Regions from separate parts of the Sus scrofa genome. Here region 1 is linked to region 2. The links are chromatin contacts, called in public promoter capture Hi-C maps. All regions are on one chromosome and are shown on one strand. Each heading gives the region's core, a stretch centred on a gene start, on an enhancer-like site or on the middle of the called end of the contact. The rest is flanking DNA. Distances are from core to core; before and after follow the strand shown.

Evidence for each region. Promoter capture Hi-C pulls out the DNA fragments that hold promoters and counts their contacts.
Region 1: a promoter capture Hi-C map of liver shows a contact between it and region 2, with 4 times the contacts expected there. The contact joins the enhancer-like site here to the promoter of CCDC28A in region 2. A contact is called at or near these places in 4 of 5 promoter capture datasets (fetal liver, liver and skeletal muscle), 30 of 47 Hi-C or Micro-C datasets (adipocytes, adipose tissue, alveolar macrophages and 17 more) and 2 of 2 datasets of contacts at active chromatin or transcription factors (alveolar macrophages and skeletal muscle).

Annotation. Positions count from the first base shown.
Region 1 is chr1:25,833,413-25,838,850 of Sscrofa11.1, forward strand. All of the region lies in intron 1 of NHSL1 (NHS-like protein 1), which reads left to right. Among named protein-coding and RNA genes, the nearest start is that of NHSL1, 170 kb to the left of the region's middle. Within about 2 kb of position 3,244, at least 28 of the 83 cell types and tissues checked have an H3K27ac peak or open chromatin away from gene starts, as enhancers often do. A contact at or near this core is called in adipose tissue, alveolar macrophages, embryonic fibroblasts and 5 more, where this site is marked.
Region 2 is chr1:25,661,668-25,667,292 of Sscrofa11.1, forward strand. It overlaps CCDC28A (coiled-coil domain containing 28A), which reads right to left and starts at 1,610. Exons shown (of 6, transcript NM_001244669.1): 1 at 1,465-1,610. NHSL1 (NHS-like protein 1) reads left to right here and starts at 1,887. Exons shown (of 7, transcript XM_021087407.1): 1 at 1,887-2,016.

The DNA.
Region 1 (5,438 bases), core at 1,994-4,493, 170 kb after region 2:
TATGGAAGTTCCTGGGCTAGGGGTTGAACAGAACTGCAGTTGTCGGCCTACTCCACAGCCACAGCCATGTCAGATCCGAGCCACATATGCCACATATGGTGCAGCTTGTGGCAACCCCAGATCCTAAACCCACTGGGCGAGGCCAGGGATCAAACCTGAGTCCTCAGGGACATTGTGTCAGGTTCTCAACCCTCTGAGCCACAATCGGAACTCCAGGTCTTAACTTTTGATTGCAAGGTAGGAATCCTGTGCACTTGAAACTTTCCTTGAGAGATGTCTTTGGATTGAGCTTAACTCATGCAAGGTAGGAGTAATTTGCTGCTGCTGCCACCTCTGGAAACTGTTTTAAAGGGTTATCTCATTTCACTGAAGCTCTGAGAGTCTGTCCGTGGATGTCTGTCTCCCCTGCCCCCACCTCCATTGGATCTAGATGGGAAATGGGTGTAAACCTGAAAATGTACACAACCTTATTAAAGCAGCTTTGCTAAATTAATTGCAGCAGAGTCTTTGGGGTGTCCTTTTGTGGTGCTGCAGATTGTTTCAAGAACCTTGGATATTTTGCCAAGTGTATCACCTCAATAATCTAAAACGTTAACAAGTGAAACACTGTTCTGTGTCTTCACTGGCTTTGAGGTATGTCATGATAGTTTAGCAATCCACTTAGCCATCAAACTCCTGCTTTGAGTTGTCCACACAATCCTTTTAGTCTGTTTTTAGATTTATTAAGTGCTTCTCATGTATTTGATGAAAATGCTTTCGTTTAAGAAATTGTTTCCACATGACCCCAGAGGCCTCCCGTTGTAGTTTAACAGTAGTTGAGATGTAGTATTGTTTGTCTGGAACTGCAAAGTAGAGTCAATGCTGGCATATTGGGGCACTCTAGGCTTAGAGCTGGGGGGCCCTCGGCGTGGTAATTTAATCTGTTCGTTGTATAGTTTTGATGCCCAGAGAGTTTCAACAACTTATCCAGGCTGATGACTCCACTGGTCAGGCAGCATAGATAGATTCTGACTCCTAGGTCCTTTTCTCTTGCCTACGTTAGACTGACCCTGGAATACCTGAAGATGTTGAGATCTTTGCCAGAGAATTGGCTTTGCATGAGAGCTGCAAAGGAAGAGGTACTATGTTTGGTTTAATCTTTCAAAGAGAAGTTTATGGCCTTTTTAAAATTTTTTTTTTCTTCTTAGGGTTGTAAAGAAGGCAGTGTTAAAGAGAGAAGAGAGCCGGAAATGCCGTCTTGCTATTAAAAATGAGGAGAAAGATGGGCTATCTTGGCACTACCTTTGTCAGTTACACATTCTGCAGCAGGTGCATATCAAAGATGGAGCGGCAGCCCGGAGCCTTGGCAGCCTCTGGACCCCTCATTTTCTTTTATGTCATGTCTATCAGGACTCATGGTTTTTGTTTCCTAACTATTTCTCAACTCTCTTTGTGCTGGACTATTTCTACCCATTGAATGTGTGTATCAACCTTTTCTGCTGATTAAGGAAGTTCTGCAAGGAAACATTCTTTTTATATTCGTTTCCAGGATCCCCTATTATATTAAAGTTAGTTGGTCCTTTAAAATACAGAATGATAGACAGATACCTTTAATTTTAACTTGCTTGCCCCTTCTTAGGTCTATTCCCTTTTCTTTCATACTCTGCTTAGAGACTCCGTGTGTTAGGTAGGCTGAGTGAACATGCTTTTGGAAGAAAACTGGTTTTCACAGTCACTTTCTGTCTCATGTCAGTGATGGAGCCACTTATGAAGCTCCCTCTAGAGGTGGATTTGCTGTGCTGTGTAGCACACAGTAGTCTTGGCTTTAGCTTAGCGAACACTCCTGGTACTGACTTTCTCAGGTGGTCTCCAAAGGTTCAAGACATGTGATGAAATGAGTCCCCAGTTAGGGTCGTGTCTTGGGTGGGCTGTGTGGGGAGCAGGGACTTCACTCATGTGAACCAGCCACAGCCTTCTGCTCCTGGATGGCTTTGTTTTAAGCACCTACTCCTCTCAAAGTAACACCTGTTTATTTCTTTGTGAAAATAGCCCAGAAAAGAAAAAAGGCCACCTGTGAATGCCGTCGATTTGTAAACTTGGGGACTGATGAAAATCTTGCTATGAAGCCCTTCACTTATTAATGTCAGTGTGCTCAGTGTTCGGTCCATGCACCATCAGTCCTTTGCCTATCGACTTCAACTTTGTAGGAAGCAGAACAGTGGTTTTCGGCTCCGGCTGCTGCTCTTTGGGAATCATGTTGGATTCTGTAGACCTGGCATTGAGCCCGTACATCTGTAGAGTTAAAAGCTCCCTAGGTGATTCTGATGTACAGCCATGGTGAAAGCCCATTGAAACAGACTTGAGCAGGCACATCAAAGAGTTCAGGGAAAGTGCACGGCCACTTGGAGTCAGGCCGCAGGAACAGGTAACGAGGCTGTTTTCACTGAGAGCCAGAGGGCCGTTTCGATTTTGGAAGCCCAAAGGAACTGGCCACGCTGGGGGCCAGGAGAAATTAAGCTCTCAGGGATTTAGCTCTGTATGGGCTCCTCCTCCCCATTCCCCTCTGACTTGACAGACTTTGACCTTCTCCTGAAATAGCTGTGAATCAGAGTCTATGCCACTGAAGAAGAAGAATATATGGTGCTATTAGAAAAGCCCTTTCTCCACTCTGTTGCTGGAAAGGAAGAACCAGGGCAGGGTGTTTTCTCAAATTTTAATCCCTACTGCCCCCCTTCAGATAATAAAAATGATCAAATAAACTGAAATCCCCTCTTACCCCATCCTTGGAAATGTACTTCGTTCATTAGCATATCAAAGGCTGGGAAAATCCTGTGGTTCTCTCTCACATACACATACATCTCGAAACTTTGAGTTGAGCAAACTTACTTGCATAGGAAGAGGCTTTATGCTTCTGTACCTACAACTGAGCATTTCTTTCCTTAACAGCAGTTTGGGAAAGACTGGCCAAGTCACTTTTTGATTCAGTAATTTTCTGAGGGTTAATTTCTGACAGCTGAACCTCTTTTTAAACTCCTCTTTGAAGTTGGACTGAATTAACAAATGGAAGGCTTGGCAAAGCAGTTTACTAATTCATAACTATATCCCTCTGCTTTCTTTGTGTTGCTAAGTACTATAATCTTTGACCTGAAAGGAAGAATACTGCTAACAAGTAAATATTTAAAAGGCCCCATGAAGTATAATGTTATAATGTGCATGAGTTTGTGCCTGGGGAGCCTGTCTGCTGGATGAAAGCAGTGACTCACTTTTCATCTCCTAAATAGGCTGTTGTTTTACAGTAGGTTGAAAGGAAGTATTTTAAGTGCCAAGAGTTAGATTTCTTTTTCTTTTTAGATTTAGTTGGCCATTGGCTTCACCGATTTGAAGGTGGCGTGTGAGTCAAAACTGCTGAGTGTGCCGGTCCTCTCTGTACGAGTTACGGTGAATGAATGAACTCTGTGCTCCTAAAGGCCACTTGGAACAGCGTGTGGAAACGGAAACATGACTCACTGACAGGCTTGGAGAGTATCAAGGGGGATTCACTAACTTCAGAGCCAGACCCGAGGCGTGGTGAAGCAGGGAGAACCCAGAGGGAATAGGAAACCAGGGTTCTGGTCCCAGCAGTGCCCAGTTGACTGCTTCGAATGACAGTGGCCAGATCACCAGACCTCTCTACTTTCTTTCTGTCCATAATGGGAAGTGTAAATTATTTGTTGCTAGGATCATTTCCAGCTTCCAGACTTAATGAGTCTGAATTCTACGGATTTTCTGGTTTGTGTGGAAGTGGGTGTGGATGTTTTTAATGGTTTTCAGATGGGACTCATCAAGGCTCCATGAAACAAACCTTTATTTTTAAAATGTGAAGTGAATTGCTGTGACAGCGTATGACTAGGGAGTTCATGACAGAAAATGAGGAAGCGAATAAACTTTGATTTACAAGGCTGCGGGCAGCTGGTTTCCTGAGGCTGTGGCATTTGGCACATAGAATGATGCATATGTGATACTCTCAGATAAAGGTTCATTATTATCTACAGACAAAAGCTTTGATCTGTCAGGATTTCTTTTAAAAAGCTGTAAAATAGCCCCTAGCTACCCTGTTCAATGTGCCTCACCATGTTTTAAAAATATATTTAGAACACCCTACTGAAATATATCCACAGACATTTTCATTAAGAAATAGCATCCTGCATACCTGACACCCTCCAAGTTCTTGCTACATGTTTTTTTTGCGTAGTCACTATTGTATAAAGCAATCTTGGAGTTCCTGTTGTGGCTCAGAGGTAATGAATCCAGCCAGTATCCCTGAGGATGTGGGTTCGATCCCTGGCCTTGCTCAGTGGGTTGGGGATCCAGTGAGCTGTGGGTGTAGGTCACAGACGAGGCTTAGATCTAAGTTGCTGTGGATGTGGTCAGCATTGCAGCTCTGATTCGACTCCTAGCCTCCATATACCACAGGTACAGCCCTAAGAAGCAAAAAGCAAAAAAAGAAAAAGAAAAGAAAAATAATCTTGTGTTCTATTATTTTCATTTAATGATTTTCTTTCATGTGGGCTAGATTGTCAGGTACATTGAAATGTCAATGCTATGTCTGTTAGAAACTACCTATGTATTCTTTAAAAGTGATAATCCGGCTTATTTAATGTTTTTTGGGGGGGCTAGCACAGTATTTTAAGGGTCATGAGTAATTCTCTTTGCCTTTATTATGGCCATGAGGATACATTAATTTTCATGAAATAATTGCACAAAAAAGACCCCCAAATATTTTCAAATGGCAGCTTTCAAGTTAAATCATATTTGAAGTTTTCTGTAATTTTATCCCCCTTTTTTTCCTGCTGCCTAAACTATGGTGTTTGTGTTTTTGATAAACTCGTATTAGTAGCCTCTTACCTATTTTTTTCTGATTATCTTTTGCAAATTCTCCACAAAAAGATATTCCTGACAATGATTATTTCCTTATACATATGGGGGGCCTCCTACAGTGCTTAGTGCTTGACTCCTAACCCCACTAGGTGGCGGTATTATTGTTTTCAGTGGGGAACCAGGTTCAGAGAGGCTTGCAATTGATGACATTGTCATTAAGTATGAGCTGAAATCAAGATTGGAATCCAGCTCCAAATATCTGTTCCAGCTTATCTTGGGGGTGGGGGAGAAAAATGATCAAACCTTGCTTCTTACATGATCTATTCAGTAAATTTTTACTGAACACCCCCAGAGTTAGAATTTTCTTCTCAAGAAATTGTGGACAGGAGAAGGGGTAGTGTGGGGGAGACGTCAGTTCCTGGAGGCAAACTAAGAAATCGCATATGCCCAGCTTATGGGTGCCCTGTGAGTTCTTGGAGGCATGTGTGTGCACATGTGCGTGTACATGTGTGTGTGTGTAAATAAACAGCCACTTTGGAAGGTCAAAATGATGTGCCAGAGGAAGGGGCGCTAAGCTGAGCCTAGAAGGGGGCGGGTTGGAC
Region 2 (5,625 bases), core at 360-2,859:
CAACATCAAAAAAGTTACACTATGAAGTTACTCTTGGCGGATATTTGTAAAGGCTTCTATTTATCCAGTACTGTCCCTTAATTTAACCAGCTTTATTTCTCTTACGGCCATCCATCTAAAAATATCCTTCCAGGAGTTCCCATTGTGGCTCAGTGGTTAACGAATTTGACTAGGAACCATGAGGTTGTGGGTTCCATCCCTGGCCTTGCTCAGTGGGTTAAGGATCCAGCGTTGCTGTGATCTGTGGTGTAGGTTGCAGACTCGGCTCGGATCCCACGTTGCTGTGGCTCTGGCGTAGGCCTTTGGCTACAGCTCTGATTAGACCCCTAGCCTGGGAACCTCCATATGCAGTGGGAACGGCCCTAGAAAAGGCAAAAAAAAAAAAAAAATAATAATAATAATAATAATAATAACAATATCCTTCCACATTTCTTTTTTATTTATGCACAAATATTAAATTATATTTCTGCATGTATCATAAGATGAGAAATTTATATGGCTCTTCACCTTATCAGACTATAAAGTGCCTTAGGTACATTAGACCTCTTATTGTATGTTGTGTTGAATTTAATCATGCTATGACCCTTGAAAAAAGACTCAAATTCATTGATGTCACTCCTAAAGTAATTACTTGAGAATTTTAATGAAAACAGATTTTTCTGCCATTGCCTGGACTCAGTGCAACTAGCACTGTTATTTAAACCACTGGCTTAGGCTAACTCTAGACAATCAAAACTAGAGCTAGGATACCTCCAAAGAACCAAAGGTTGTAAAGGAAAGGCTCTATTGACCAGTCTATAATTTCAGATAACAAAAGTAAATCCGCTTAAATCCTGGCTAACAATTTTTCCTTTTAGAAGCATTTTTAGTAACAGAACAGACATTTTGGAGTTGTTTCAGCATGCAAAATAAATGTTAAAATAACTAAATAGAGAAGATGGGATATCCATTCTGCAGAAAGGCAAGGATCTGTATAAATTTATGATAGATATAAACACATTGGTCTTTAAATTTAATGATGCTTATACACAGTTGGTGATACAAAAAGAGAAAAAAAAACAAAACAGAAGGTAAAGCAATGCAAATAAACCATTCTAAACTAAGATGTTTTGAAGGGCCAGTGCTTAAAAATAACCCCCCCCCCTTTTTTTTTCTTTTTTGGTAAGGTAACATTACTAGCACAAGAGCACCGAAATCCTTCTTGCATACCAAGCAACAAGGAACGTTTCAGAGAAGGCCTTCATAAACTGCTTGTAGTCTAACTCACACATTAGTTTGAGGCAGGAATTCACAACCCCCAGGCAGGACCGCCAGGAATCCCTCTGTACATTACCTTATTTCCCTCCCCCAAGGAGCGGAGCTGAAACCACCCTTCGCCCCCTAGAATTCAGTAATGGCTAGAGTGGATCGGGGAAGGGGCTTACAGGTGGACACTGAGGGAGTGGCTGTGCTTCCACTTCATACCTCAGGAAGAAGGGGATCGGGGTCCTCTTCCTCAGCTTGCAAAGACTCCGGGGCCTCCGAAGCCACCGCCGCAGCTGCAGCCGCCAATGCTACCGCCGCAGCTTGAGCTGGGGTCACATCCCGGACCTCGCGCCTCCACAGTGAGCTTTGTTTACGGAAGTGACGTTAGGAGGCGGAGCCTCCGTGCCCTAGGCGCGAGCCTGGCCTTTTCCTGTTCCGCCAATGCCGCTCTCGTTTCCGCCCCTGGGACCGCATTGCTTCCCATGTCCCGCCTTCAGCTGTACCTTTGGCGAGCTTGGAAAGGAGAACCCATAGCTTGGCTTTTATTTTGGGGTCTGTGGCCCACAAGAAGTGAGCGTGAGGGGCGGTGGTGGAGGCAAAAACCGGAAGTGCAGTACCCTTTCCGGAAGTTGCCCCATCCCCTCGGTGTGTATCAGCGTCCACGCACTACAACTCCCAGAATGCTGTTCGAGCAAGTTTGGAGGCGGAACCAGAGTGTCGCCATAGCAACTATCCCGGAGAGTTTCTGACACATCGCCGGCATTTGGCAAGGTAACCTACTTTTGTCTTGGAAGCCAGCGTGAAAAACTGATTCTGTTTAGCGATCCCGATGCAGAGCCCCTAAATGAAATTCTCTTACTGCTGCTATATAGGTACCGTTTAGGCCCTTGAAAGAAGTTATCTCACTACAATCTATAAGCTGGGTGTGAGAAATACCCGTTTTAGAAGTGAGGACTCTGAAAGTCAGAACTGCTAATAAATCCAGGTCTCTCTGTCGCCAAGACACTTCACTACACGTACCGCCTCTGGAGAAGTAATTGACGTTTGAGAGAGATCGAACTTTCCTAACGGGGGGAGAATCCATGTATCATTCCCTAGTTTGGCTAGCCTTTCCTGTATCCGGGTTGCGGGTGGAAAGTTTTAGGTTCACTGACAGATTGAAGAGACTGGAGAGAACCACATACTTTCTCCTCATTTGCTAATGAGGAAACAGTATTAGAGGTTATATTAATGCCAAAGAGGCAGAGCAAAGACGAACGCAGTTGCCTTGGTTTCTAGTATATGTTCTTCTACTGCCACCCTTTCCATATTTTAAAATTCTGAAATGTTTTAAAAAGAAAAACAGAGTAAACATTCACTCACCCACTGTCCAGAATGAACGGATGTTACATTTTGTCATTTTATATCTTTAAATGAAAGAAATAGGTTATTTGAATAAAGTAGGTGCCACCTATTTTCAATGCCACTCTCCTTCGGAGGGGCAACTCTGGTCTTATGTTTGAAATGCATTTTGCTAATCTAGGTTCGTATACTTTCATTATTACTAAGTATTTGTAAACTATATATAGAATAACTTTGAACTTTTGAAGTTTTATGCTATTATGTTTTGTGTATTGATCTACAACTTGCCTTCTCACCCAGTTCTATGTTTTTGAGATCTATGCACACTGATACAGATGGCTAGACTTCACTTGTCTTAACTATATAGTATTCTAATCAAATAGGCTTACCACACATTATTTGAGAATTCCCGTAGTGATGGATATTTAGGTTGTTTCCCATTTTTCACCATTACAAACAATACTCTTGGGTGCAATCTTCTCAATATCTTTTCTCAGTATCTCTTAACTCTTCTCTGAATTGTCTGATCTGGATAAGCAGAGCTTGCAAACTGGTGATTCACATGCTATTTAAATTTTTTTCAAATTAGTTGCTAACAATTGAAAGTGAAGAGATTAGGAGTTCCCATTGTAGCTCAGTGGGTTAAGGACCCAGCGTTGTTTCTTTGAGGATATGGGCTCGATCCCTGGCCTCGATCAGTGGGGTAAGGATCCTACATTGCTGCAAGCTGTGGCATGGGTCCCAGATACAGCTTGGATCCGGTATTGCGGTGGCTGTGGCATAGGTCTGAACCTGCAGCTCCAATTCGACCCCTAGTCTGGGAACTTCCATATGTTGCTGGTGCAGCCATAAAAGTGAAAAGCAAAAAAGTGAAGAAATGAAAAATGGATGTCATCTCATCTATTTGGCATCCCAGTAGCGGGAAGATCTGACTACTCTAGATCTTCCCTGTAGCCTGGCAGTAGTAGGTCAAGCTCAAGAGCGGCTGCCTCCTTCAGACCAGTTCAGGTGGTCTCCATTTTTCTCTAAGGCCCAGTGCACTTAGCACCCATCTGAGCTCTGGGATATTTGCATTTGCAGTACCTGATATAATGTAGGGGTGCAAGAAGGTACCCTTCCAAATGTACATAGTTCATGTATTCAAAGTTCTGTCCTGAGTCCCTGTTTTGGCCAGACACTGACGTAAGGGTCAGGGGGCATCCATGAACAAGATGGACAAGAGCTCCACGGTCAGAGATCTTATATTCCTAATAAAGGAGACAGACAGTAAATTAGTAGACAAATAAGGCAGTTTCACTTGGTGATAAGTGCTCTGAAATAGGAGCTAAAGGTCGTAGGGAGTTATTGTAAGGGGTGAGGGTACTGAAGATGGAGTGCCAGGGAAGGCCCTCCTGAAGAGGCAACACTGGGGAAGTTGAGATATGAATGAAGAAGCCAGCCATGGGATAATCTAGGGGAAGAGCGTTCTTTGACAAAGCACATGGCTAAACCATGGCCTTTAAGCACAAAAGAGCTTGGCATGTTTGAGGAAGCAAGGGGTCGATGTGGCTGGATTGTACTGACTTGGGGACAGAGTGACATGAGGTAGAGTCATAGAGGTACAATTTCTAATGTGATTGATTGATTGATTGATGTATTTATTTTCCTGTTTAGGGCCACACCTATAGCATATGGAGGTTCCCAGGCTAGGGGTCGAATCAGAGCTATAGCTGCTGGCTTACACCACAGACACAGCATCACAGCATCCGAGCTGCATCTACAACTTACTCCATAGCTCACGGCAACGCCAGATCCTTAACCCACAGCAAGGACAGGGATCAAACCTGCATCCTCATGGAATGTGGTTTATTTTATTTGAAATTTAGAATTGAAAGAAATTTTGTACTTTGAGACATTAGATTTTCCTTCGTACTGCAAAAATTCTGCTTTGGGTTGTTAAATGCACTTTGTGTAAATCAATCGGATACTTTGCTCCTAAAGAGAGTATATATTCCCAGGATATGAGCTGTGATCAACAAGATCACTCCCCTCCTCCCCTATTAACATACTCTAGAGTATGTTTTGGAGAATATTTTTCTTATGGAAAATTTCAAACATATCCCAAAGAAGACAGAACAGTATAATGAATCCCATGTGCCCATCATCTAGCTATTCACTCATGGCCAATCTTGTTTAGTTTATACCCCTTCTGCAACATTGTCCCCTCTTCAGTGATACATTGAAGCAAATCCCAGACCTCACGGAAACCATGCTGTTTCAGTATGGATCACTAAAAGACTTTTTAAAACTTTACCACAATATCACTATTATTCTTAAAACATCAGTAATTACTCTACCATTAAATATGCACTCAGTGTTCAAATTTCCATTAGAATTATAAGTGCCATGATTTTTTTTCATATTTTATTGAATCAGGAATGTTTTTGTGGAAGGCCCTCAGGTGGTGCATAGGTTTGGAAGTCACTGTTGTATATCCTCACTTATTGAATTAAAAGCATGAATTATCTGAGTCCTGTCATGACTCAGCTGTAATGAACCCGACTAGCATCCATGAGGACAAGGGTTCGATCCCTGGCTTTGCTCAGTTGGTTAAGGATCTGGTGTTGCCATGAGCTTTGGTGTAGGTTGCAGATGCAGCTCAGACCTGGCATTGCTGTGGCTGTGGCGAAGGCCACAGCTGTAGCTCCGACTCAGCCCCTAGCCTGGGAACTTCCATGTGCTATGGTGCAGCCCTAAAAAAGACAACAAACAAACATGAATCATCTTTCCCCTTGAAGTTACACTCTAAAGGAAAAGGCTGGTATCACAACCCAAATCAAATAGGTACTCTGAGTTCCTGGAAAAGAATCACCCACTTGTTGTCCCTTGTGTTTCTTCTAGGGAAGAGAATTTTGATTTTTGATTTTTAAACTTGGGAGTCTCTCCATCATTTGCTAAGTGTTTCTCCATCTCTTTTTCCTTTCATACCAGAAACCTAGGCCAAGATTGTTCAGACTCAATGCTTCTTTGCATGCCTGGGTCAGGAAACAGCTAGTAAAA